Regions from separate parts of the Mus musculus genome. Here region 2 is linked to region 1. A link is a contact called in public promoter capture Hi-C data. All regions are on one chromosome and are shown on one strand. Each heading gives the region's core, a stretch centred on a gene start, on an enhancer-like site or on the middle of the called end of the contact. The rest is flanking DNA. Distances are from core to core; before and after follow the strand shown.

Region 1 (6,137 bases), core at 2,795-5,294:
TCAGTGAGCACAGGGAATGTGTGTCCTACACTTCAGGAGGGACTTCACCTAAGCAGGAGGAAAGCAGAAAGAACTATGGGTCTTTCCATGATGAAGTTGCCTCCCTAGAGTCCCGGCAGACCTTCCCGAGCTGATCTGCACACAGAACATAGGTTGGGGGTAGATGTAGCGAATGGTTTTAGAATCTCTCAGAATGACTGTGTCAAGCTAGATCCTTGGATCCTCTGCAGGAAGCTGGTGCTGACCCAACTTCCCCTTAGTGGCTTTGCCCTAGCTCCTTTGTCCTGCCTACCTCCATCAACCAGCCACCTTACCTGACTCTCCTTTGCTTTATTTCTGGATCAAATCATTCTCTACAGGGGTCCCACATTTCTTCCATAACGTTCAAGCATCAAGCCACACCTTACCCATTTCTGCAGCAACCCCCATCTGCTTCAATGGGATTAAAATAAATCCGGGTTTTACTGACTTTTTCACCTCAGTCACCTCTTCATCTGTTTCTCTGCTTTATCACCTGCCTTGTTCTCACAGTCTCAGGCAAGCTGCCTGCCACTGCATGTGAGACTGCATGTGTGTGAGACTGCATGTTTGTGAGACTACATGCACGTGAGACCATGTGTGTGAGACTGCATGCATGTGAGACTTCATGTGTGTGAGACTGCATGTATGTGGGATTGTATGTATATTAGACTGCATATGTGTGAGACTGCATGCATGTGAGACTGCATGTGTGAGACTGCATGAATATGAGACTGCTTGTATGTGGGACTGTATGTATATGAGACTGCATGTGTGTGGTACTATATGCATTTAAGACTGCATGCATGTGAGATGCGTGTATATAAGACTGTATGTATATGAGACTGCTCAGCACTGAGTCATAACAATACTGAGTCATAACTCCCTGAATGTATTGTTTCCTTTTCAACCTTTTCCCCCAACTCTCTGCTAAGGTTTCTTAGTCTCTATTATCATCATATCCTCAAACCCCAGGGACTTTTCTTCTATATAGTCTAATTGCTATTTCTATTGCTTGTCCTTAAGTCCTCTGGTATTTTTCTTCTGAATAATCTTAGTTTGTATTACCCTGTCTCCCAGTCACTTACTATTTTTCTTCTATGTACTCTCATTACTATTTCCCTAACTGAGTCACCGTTTCATTACAGATATTGGTTTGTTTGTTTGTTGTTGCTATACAAGTTTTCATTTGATATTTGGGCTTATTTAATTCCATTTCTGCTGGATGCTCTACATGAGCCTTCATTATCATGTCTTTAAATCTTTTTTTTAATTAGATGTTTTCTTTATTTACATTTCAAATGTTATCCCTTTTCCTAGTTTCCCTTATGAAAATCCCCTATTCTTTCCCCCCTCCCCCTGCTCTCCAACCCACCCACTCCTGCTTCCTGGCCCTGGCATTCCCCTATACTGGGGCCTAGAACCTTCACAAGACCAAGGGTTTCATCACGCATTGATGACTGAATAGGCCATCCTCTGCTACATATGCAACTAGAGACATGAGTCACACCATGTGTTTTCTTTGATTGGTGGTTTAGTTCCAGGGAGCTCTGGGGTTACTGGTTAGTTCATATTGTAGTTCCTCCTATGAGGCTGCAAACCCCTTCAGCTCCTTGGGTACTTTCTCTAACTCCTTCATTGGGGACCCTGTGCTCCATCCAATGGATGGCTGTGAGCATCCACTTCTATATTAGTCAGGCACTGGCAGAACCTCTCAGGAGACAGCTATATCAGGCTCCTGTCAGCAAAATCTTGTTGGCATCTGCAATAGTGACTGGGTTTGGTGATTGTTTATGGGATGGATCCTCAGGTGGGGCAGTCTCTGGATGGTCATTCCTTCAGTCTCTGCTCTCGACTTTGTCTCTGAACTCCTTCCATGGGTATTTTGTTCCCCCTTCTAAGAAGGATTGAAGTGTCCACACTTTGGTCTTCCTTCTTCTTGAGTTTCATGTGTTTTGCAAATTGTATCTTGGGTATTCTGAGCTTCTGGGCTAATATCCACTTATCAGTGAGTGCATATCATATGTGTTATTCTGTGATTGGTTTACCTCACTCAGGATGATATCCTCCAGATACATCCATTTGTCTAAGAATTTCATGAATTCATTGTTTTTATTTGCTGAGTAGTACTCCATTGTGTAAATGTACCACATTTTCTGTATCCATTCTTCTGTTGAGGGACATCTGGGTTATTTCCAGCTTCTGGCTATTATAAATAAGGCTGCTATGAACATAATGGAGCATGTGTCCTTATTACAAGTTGGAACATCTTCAGGAGTGAGATTGCTGGATTTTCTGGCAGAACTATGTCTAATTTTCTGAGGAACAACCAAACTGGTTTCGAGTCCTTGTCTCCTGGTTCCATTTTCTCTGTAATCTGTGTTTGTTTCTACTTAAGGGCTTACCTCTTGAATTAGGAGCCATGCTTTCCTGTCTAAGAACATCTAGTAATTGTAGCTGCAAGTTGATTGTTTTGGATGTGAAGTATTTCTGACTTGTGTTGCCTTCATTTAATTCTGAATTGCAGTCTAGTAGAGCAGTTCAGTCATCATGGTACCCTGCTCAGTTTTCCAACTGTTTAGAGTGACAGGCCAAGTCTAATATTGGTTACTCTGCTCTGGGTGATTGGGGGTTAATTTTAATCACAGTATTCTCAAGATTACTTAAGGGATCACTGCTGCACACAAATAGGAAAAATGTGGTTCAGCATCCTCCATTTCCTCTTTCTCTTCGTCCCAAAATAGTATCTGTCAAAAAAAAAAAAAACTTACCATGTTTTCAGCCCAGTTATTCCAGTCGAATCCAGTATTCCACAGATCAAATCATGCCCAGTCACTTAGTAACTATATCACCCTAATATAGTTATTCAACATCTGTAAACCTCCATTCTCCTATTTGAAAAAATAAGAATTATAGCAATACTTGTCTCACTGGGGTTTAAAGAACAAACCAAGGAGTAGAAGCGTCCATGACAGCGACCACCATAGGACAGGAACTTAGCTAGCCTGTAGAGACATTTAAGGGTCTTTCCTATTTCTCCAACATGACAATTTCCTCAAGAGGATACTTATAGCTGTTTGATATTTCTGTCTTCTCCATTCCATGAACTAATAAGTGAGGTCCACTGGTTAGGAAGCCCTGTGAAGGTCCTTTTCAGTTGGTGGCTGAGGTTTGTTTATTCTCTCTACAAATGTATTCTCAGTTTGGTTAACATGCTTAGCTGCATGCACTACAACAAGAACAGTACTGGAAACAACAAAAACAAAAGCCATGGCCTCTTCCCTCAAGACGAGCCACTGACTGTCTATTATGAGAAATGGGCCTAAATCAAATAACAAACAAACAAGGACATGCTATTGTTAAAAAATGCTCCACCGGAGATGCCAGTTACAGTAGATTGGCAGCAGTATGAAGAGGTAGTGGAACCTTTTTAAAGGTGTGGACTGGAGGAGAGAGGTATACCATGGAGGACTTTCCCCTTACAGAACTGTAGAACTCTGAGGTGCTACCCATCTCTTACTCTGTTCCCCCGGAACATGATCAGAGGTGTGATTATATATCAGCAATAACCAGCCATCGGAGCCTTAAAAGAATGATTGGAAAATTGATAAGAAAGACATTTGGGGGGAATGTACAATGGTACATCTCTCCTAATGATCAGAGGATATAAAGTTACTTGGGTTCCAGGTGACTGTTATCAACCCCTTCCCTGACAATCTCTGTCATTTCCTAGTGAGCCTAGGAACAAAGTAGCTATGGCAGCCGGGTTGAAAGCAATGCGTACAGCCAGTAACACAGACAGAGAGCAGAGACCAATGCTGAGCAGCCAACGTGGCAGTATGTCCCAGGTGCCTAGCCAGCAGCCTGGTGTCATGTTAACTAACTTTGCCTACTTCCATGAAGAGAAGTGTGACATTTTGTCTTCACTGGCCCAGTTATTCTTTATGTTGCTTTGCCTGACCTGTGTGTAATGCTTCAGCCAAAATAACCACACAGGCTTAACAGGATGTCCTATTTCCCCATCTTACTATTCCACACAGCATTGCTCCTGAAAAAGGAACTTGCTTTACAAAGAAAGAAGTGCAACAGTGAGCCCATGCTCACAGAAGCCACTAGCCTTCCATGCCCCCCACCTTCCTGGAGTAGCTTGCCAAAAAAAAAAAAAAAAACAAAAAAACAAAAAAAAATGAATTGGACTGTGAAAGATAGAGTTAGAATATGGAAAAGTGGCAAGAGCCTGAGGCCTGGGGCAGATTCTTCAAAAGGCTGTATATTCAGCATCCGTATCCTACATGGATTCTGCATCACCATCCCACATGGATTCTGCATCACCATCCCACATGGATTCTGCATCACCATCCCACATGGATTGATTCTGCATCACCATTGTTAGAGACCATACCATGAGAAAGCAAGCCCTTCACAATCTCCCACCCTGACAAGCCAAATGGTCTCGTGCTAGGAGTGGGTCATCACTCCCTTCTCCCTGTTCCCTTCCTGGCACCTCAGGCTAAAAAAGCTGAATTATAGTCCCCTCTTCCTTATCTTTTCCTGACTCTTATGACATCCAAGGACATGAGTTATGCGCTGAGCCCAGCCTGATACCCAAGGCTGTTAAGGAGGATCTATGTTCCAGAGATAAGACACAGAGTGCCCACCACCTGGAGCCTGACTTCTGCCCTCATGTTAGCAGATGCCTACTTCTTTGTTCTCTGTTAATTCCCCCTCCACCCCTCCCTATTCCCCTCGATGTATGCTTTAAAATCCGGCGTCTCAGCCAAATAAACGGAGACCTTGATAGGAAACAATCTACTTGGTCTTCGGCTTTTATTTCTCTTCCATCCCATTTTCTTCCAGGTTTGCAGTCCCCCTCACACCCACGAATAGCTGAGTCCCAAGGGACGGGATACACCATCCTATATCATAGATTCTGCATCTGCCTCCGACATGTGGTACAGTTTCTGATAAAGCCAGGAGGGAAAAAAAAAAAAGAATGACACAACCCATCATCATCCACAGGGACCCATGAACTACTTGTCTACATCTTATTCCCATTAATAAAAGACTTGCCACCTACATGTATTTATTCCAAATGGAGAACTTCTGTCAGGTATATAAGTATTCCACTGAACTAGATGTTAACCAGCTAAGAAAGGAGTGACTTTGCTCCCAGGAGTGACTGTCCAGACTACTAGGGAGAAACTGGACTAATTCTCCCCAAAGAGTATGTCTGGAGTGTAACAGATTTTTCAGAATTTGGCCATGTCTTATGATTAAGATTAGTAGAAGATGACAACCCAATTCAGGTAAGATAATAAATCTACAGTCCTCAGAAATGAATATTTGGGTCTCTATTCGTTGTGACTGATCACTGTTCCAGGTACAGATCCTAGGCCTGCTCAGGTACTTGCTGAGGGTGGAGGAAATACAGAAATGGTAGTAGAGGAAAGTTTTTATAAATACCAACTAAAGCCATGTGACCAATTGTAGGAAGGAGGGTTGTAACCACCGTTTGGTTGTGCTTGTGCACTTACACACATACGTTAAGCAGATGTGTGTTTTTCCCTTACTGCTTTATCATGTAACATGACATCAATTGAGGTAGTATCAGTAATTAATTGTTATAAATCATTACCACATTTAAGTTACAGAAAACAGAAAGTCTAAGCATTCCTTAAGAGCCTCTGGGCTGCAGGGATGGCTCAGCGGTCAACAGTGCTCCCTGCTCTTGCACAGGACAAAGTTCAGTTTCCAGTATCCATCCATATGGTGGTTCAGGGCTGTCTGTGGCCAGTGCTGGGCGATCTGATGCTTCTGTTGGCCTCCTTGGATGCCTTCCTGTACATAGGTGGTACATGTTTATACACTCAGGCCCACATATATGAATGTGTGTGTGTGTGTGTGTGTGTGTGTGTGTGTGTGTGTGTGTGTGTGTGTGTAGATTTTTGTCATCTATTCTGAGGGAAAATAGTGTTTTTTATTACAAGTGGTATGGCTGCTATATCATATTAGCAGGATTATGAACTCATTGCTTTTATTATTTGGAAATTAAGCAAGTCATGTGGGCTACAGAACAGGGTAGAGAAACAGGGTGGAGATGTTGAGTACCAAGCTGACAC
Region 2 (5,256 bases), core at 1,994-4,493, 110 kb before region 1:
GCTATGGACAGTGGAGCTATGATGAAGTGGAATATCAGAGACAGAGAACAAGGACACATAAACATGTCATGCATACATCAGTGGAGTAGAAATAAACAGAAATATGAAATACACAATATACAGAAAACTATTCGTTAACAGTTGCCAATTACTACACGGAAATGGGCATATAAGCCCAAGAAGTATTTAGAACCTAGACAGACTGAGGAATGATGTCTCCACAACACATGGGAGTCAAAATGCTGAAGTTCAAAATAATGAAACAATGTTAGAAGCTGCCAAAGAACAAATGCTAACTTATTACTAAGGCAAATCTATCACAAAACAAACAAACAAACAAACAAACAAATTATACCTCAATGTAATCCCTGAAGGAAAGTATCCAGTGATGTATCACAGCAGTGAGAACAGGGAAATGGCAACAGAAATAACTGTTTACAGTAAAGTTACCTTAAAATAGGTGAAGAGAAAGAAAGCTAAAGATGAGCACAGTCGGTATCGTGACATGACTTCTAAGCTGTCATTGTATTCAGAAGGAAAGCCAGGAAAGGGGATAACATTTGAAATGTAAATAAAGGAAATATCAAAAAAAAAAAAAAGAATAAGACCTACACTTACACAAGTGGGGGAACAAAGAGAGACTTGATAATGAAAGAATACATTTCATGAGAAGAACAAATAGACAAAAGAGAATTAGGAATAGCACAGTTATTTCTAAGTTAGAAAACCAACCAACCTTTAACATAAAACAGGGAGAAGACAATTAAATCAACAAAACCTTACATAGGAGGAAACAATCTCCTTTCAACAACAGCCATAGGCGCAAGTGGTTGTAATTTGCTGATTAAATCTCTCAAACTGGCTAAACAGAGTAAAGAGTAAGAGCCTATTATTTGTTGTCTACAAGAAACACTTGTCTTTTAGTTACTGGGTTTGTTGTTGTTGTTGTTGTTGTTTGTTGTTTGCTCGTTTTGTTGTGTTTTGTTTTATCACTGTGGTCAAGCACCATGACCCATGCAACATGTAGAAGAGTTTATTTGAGCTTATGGTCCCAGAGGGCTAGAGTCCATGGTGGCTAAGTGAAACAGCACAAAGCATGGAGTGTGAACTGGGAATTTCAGGAATCTTTATGTTCTTAATAACATTCTTCCTCCAACAAAGCCACATCTCCTAATCCACTCAAGCAGCACTGTCAACCGTGGACCAAGTATTCAAACATCCCAGTCCACAGGGACAATGGTCAAGCCACCTTTTTAGCAAAGGTACACACAGACTAAATCTGAAACAATAAAAGCCAACACACAAACAAATAAAAGCCAGGCAAATTGAAGCAAAAATATAAACATGAATAGTTATATTTATATCTAAGAAATTAGACCCCATGTCATACTAAAAGAAAGTTAATACACATTATTAAACAAAGTAATTCATCAAGAAAACAGAATCACTGTAAATGTGCTGAACACTGGGGTACCAGATTTCAGCTAAAAAACAGTACTGGACACAAACAGATTCACTCAGCTACAAAAAGAGAAAATGATTTGGATATCCCATTTTTTATCAATCCAGATAAAACATCAACAAACTTGGGCATTAACCAGTACCACAGCTCAAGTGGGCTTACTAGACATCTATAAAATATTCCAACTAAAATCTTCAGAATATACAGTATTCTCAGCAGTCATGGTAGCTACCATTATTGTTTTTGTCCACAGACCAGCCAAGAACAAAGCCATTCTGAAAAGTCCATACTTCAAGCCCTTGCCTCCCAATGTCTGTTTTTAAAAGACTACACAATCTCATTCTACCATTACCCAAATGCATCAGGAATTCCAAAGAGATCATCCAAGAGTAGAGCATCGTACTTGTTGAGCACTGGCCAACTTAAACCAACATGGCTGCCAATTCTGCATATGGGAGTAAAAATGACTGACAGATACCAGCAAATGTAAAACTCAAGTTTGTCATTCTGTAAAACATGTGTGCTGTCATTCTTATTGTCCCAGTAGAAAACCAAATGTTGCATCACTCATAGCAACGGTGCCCGTTATGAAACAATGACCACATACCTGTTCAGTAGTAGAAGGGAGAATCATATCTGGAGGAAGAGGGTTTCAAAGTTTCTCATCTTGCCACCACTATTCGCCTTCTCTACAGAAGGAGGTCGGAGGCCGGTGAGATGATCTGAAGATCTGCAAGGTCTCTTTCCTAAAATTTTCCAGAAGGCTTTTATTTAAAAATTCTCTCTTTTTCTCAGAAGCAGAAAAAGTTAGCCTGAAGTTATTCAAAAGATACCCAATTTGACCATATTTTAGAGTAATAATGAGCTAAGTTTTTCAAAGAACAAAGCTTTTGCTGGGAGGAGAAAAATGAAAGCTGTGAATGAATCACCAGGAAGCCTCTCAGTCCTGTGCACACCCTTAAAGTACAAATAAAAAAGAGATGCTATGGCCTAGTCTAATAATTGCAGTAGTCAAAGAATACTGATAATGCTCACATGGTCCATAGCAGCTTGTTCAGTGCTTGCCTCCAAAGATGGACAAGTAATGTGGCCATTCAGATTTGACCCGCATTTGATTGAATCCCTCTATAATCCTTTCAATAAAATGTAAGAATCACTGTTTAAAACAAAGGTTTACTTTGTAACTAGTCACTTATACAAGTTAAGGTTAAAACCGACACTGAGATACAAATGTTGCTGCCTAATAGCACACCTGTGATTAAAAATATTCCACAAAAAGCAACTCTTTAGCAATTCACTTTTTAAGTCCTTTAAAAATATATATTAGGGGTTAAGGAATCTAGGGAAAGAATATTCTGGTCTCTTACCTTTGTTTCCTGCTCTTACATACACAACAAATAAAGAAATTCAAGTCTTTATGTCAGTGAATGCCAGCTTGTGCATCTGAAAAAAAAAGTGTGAAAAACACCCATTTTCAAAGGGTTCTGCTACATTTTTTTTTCTTAGCAAGAGAGTTACTTGAAGAAGATTTAAGGACTATCCAACCCATACAGTTTTGAAATAATAAGTTATACCTGGACAGAAAAGGACAACCTTGGAATTTTGTAAAGGACCTCTGGTGTTGGAAAATGCCCAGTCATAACAAAGGAGAAATGAAGTAAACTACCTTTATCCACGGAAGAAAACTCCTGAAATAAAGCATTCAAAGCTGTCCTCTGGCCAGCCTCCTTGACAAGAAAGGGGTTGTGGTTAGGTTTAGTTGAAATGGTGAGTAAGCCTGCTTCCTTTACAGGAATTTCCTGTACCAAATGTTAACATTCGACACGGTTTCTCAACAGGGGAGTTCTTTTTTACTTCCTCCTCCTCCTCTTCCTCCTCCCCCTTCTTCTAAAACAAGCACTGCCAACCTTGCCTTTCATTTCAAACCTAAAGGCTTTCTTCTGATGAACTCTCTCTCTCCAGCATCACTTTTACAGAGCAATAATTTATCAATGAGGAGAGTGATATAACCGTAGCTTTGAAAGGCTCGGAGGCTATGCTTGTGCACCGTGGAATGCCTAATTAAGAACTGCACTGTAATTAAAACAATTTAGAGGACCGTGAGACCACACTAGTCCCAAAGCCTCTTAATTAAACGGAGCCTATTCTCCCCATAAAGACAAGCTGAAGCAGCGGGGCACAGCAAACCATGGGGATTGTTTCAGCACAAGGCTGGAGAAGAGCATAAAATAAAAGCAGAGCCCAAGTTCATGTCAGAGTGGGGGCAAGGTAAGTGTTGACCTGAGGTGAAGGTGAAAATCTAAGAGAAGAGTTAGCAACTGAGGGCAGGTCTAAGCCAATAAATAAATAGATAAATAAATAAATAAAATCATGTATTCATGCTAATTGTGGAACTAGCTCAAATCCCAAAAGGATTTGAGGTTTTCCTACCACCTATTGCAGGTTCAGAGGAAAGCACATGAGGGCACATGAGCTTAGACTCCCAGGGTGTGACAGGGACAGCCCAGTAATCCAAAATCTAAATGGGATTAAAGGAGGAATACTGAGGATGAAGGGGAAACGGATAGACCAGGCATTGTTCATGATAATGGTTTAATTCAGGCTGAGGTACATTCAGAGTGCCTGGGCGTTGGGAGTGTCCTTATCAAACCTCAGAGATCTGAATATAGACCTTAAAGTTAAGCCCAAAGTTACTGCCAGTGTGGTCTCCTGAAGTGAATTCATCAACAGCTTTTCCTTCGAAGCTTAATGTGTCCTTTATAAACTGTTTTTGGAAGAGAAAAGCAGGACATCATGAACCACAGGAGATTTGGGATCAGATGAAGGTCTTAGTCACCACAGGAAACTCAGGCTTTAACACTTGGTACAAGTAAAATCATTGCGGAGCACCCTCATGAATAGAGAGAGCTGACCTGTGGAACAGAAGAGGAGACAGTGTAGAAACAAGTCTAACTGTGTGTGGAAATTTTTAAAAATAGGAAAGAGCATCACAAACTAGACGTAGTGTGGTAACTTAGGTCGCCCTATGGAAAACTACGCAACAAATTCTCCACTCGCACCACACAACAGACTATGTTCCAAATGGACTCAGATCTTTTTACTTAAATTTATTTTTTTAAATTTTTTAATGTTTGCAAATAAATTAAAGTATAATTACAACACGTTTCCTCTTCCCTTGGCATTCCTCTTATCTGATTATTATGCCTGCTCATTATCCCCGTCACTGGTTGGCCTTTCCCTCAATCTCTACTCCATCTTTATCATGTAAGGCAAGAAAAATTTTGGGTCAAAGATTTTGTGGTGGGTTGATGTCCCCCTCACTCCACTGGAAGTCCCACCTGGCTACTGGAAGTGGCCACTTCAGTCTCCTTATCTCCAACTGTTAAGAGCCTCATCTAAGGTCACTCTCATAGCCTCTTCTATCTCAGATCTCCAGCTAATACCAGAGATGACCCACACTGATTTTTATCTCTTTTCCATTTCCCATACCTGATCTCCATCCCCGTTCCCCTTCTCACCCGGTCTCCCTCTCCCACTCAATTCCTTCCATCCATCCACCATGTTTATTTTATTTTCTCTTCTGAGTGAGATTCAAGCATTCTCTCTTCGGCCCTCCCTGTTACTTAGTTTCTTTGGGTCTCTAGATTGTAGAATGATTATCCTGCACTTCCTGGCTAATGTCCACTTATAAATAAGTACATGCCACGTATGTCCCTTTGGCTCTGAGTTACCTCACCCAAAATGATATTTTCTAGTTCCATCCATTTGCCTGCAACATTCATGATTTCCTTGTT

Evidence for each region. Promoter capture Hi-C pulls out the DNA fragments that hold promoters and counts their contacts.
Region 2: a promoter capture Hi-C map of macrophages shows a contact between it and region 1, with 10 read pairs. The contact joins the promoter of Il18rap here to the enhancer-like site in region 1. A contact is called at or near these places in 21 of 39 promoter capture datasets (the 3T3-L1 cell line, 3T3-L1-derived adipocytes, the HPC-7 cell line and 15 more), 1 of 15 datasets of contacts at CTCF or cohesin (CD8 T cells), 4 of 484 Hi-C or Micro-C datasets (bone marrow-derived macrophages, cranial neural crest, group 2 innate lymphoid cells and 1 more), 4 of 115 datasets of contacts at active chromatin or transcription factors (CD8 T cells, the HPC-7 cell line, bone marrow-derived macrophages and 1 more) and 5 of 9 other capture datasets (adipose tissue, embryonic stem cells, liver and 2 more).

The regions. Positions count from the first base shown.
Region 1 is chr1:40,407,993-40,414,129 of GRCm38.p6, reverse strand. It overlaps a transcript of Il1rl1 not described here. Among named protein-coding and RNA genes, the nearest start is that of Il1rl1, 29 kb to the left of the region's middle. Within about 2 kb of position 4,044, at least 27 of the 459 cell types and tissues checked have an H3K27ac peak or open chromatin away from gene starts, as enhancers often do. A contact at or near this core is called in the HPC-7 cell line, adipose tissue, bone marrow-derived macrophages and 1 more, where this site is marked.
Region 2 is chr1:40,513,349-40,518,604 of GRCm38.p6, reverse strand. It overlaps Il18rap (interleukin 18 receptor accessory protein), which reads right to left and starts at 3,243. Exons shown (of 13, transcript NM_010553.4): 1 at 3,129-3,243; 2 at 2,830-2,905; 3 at 2,070-2,208.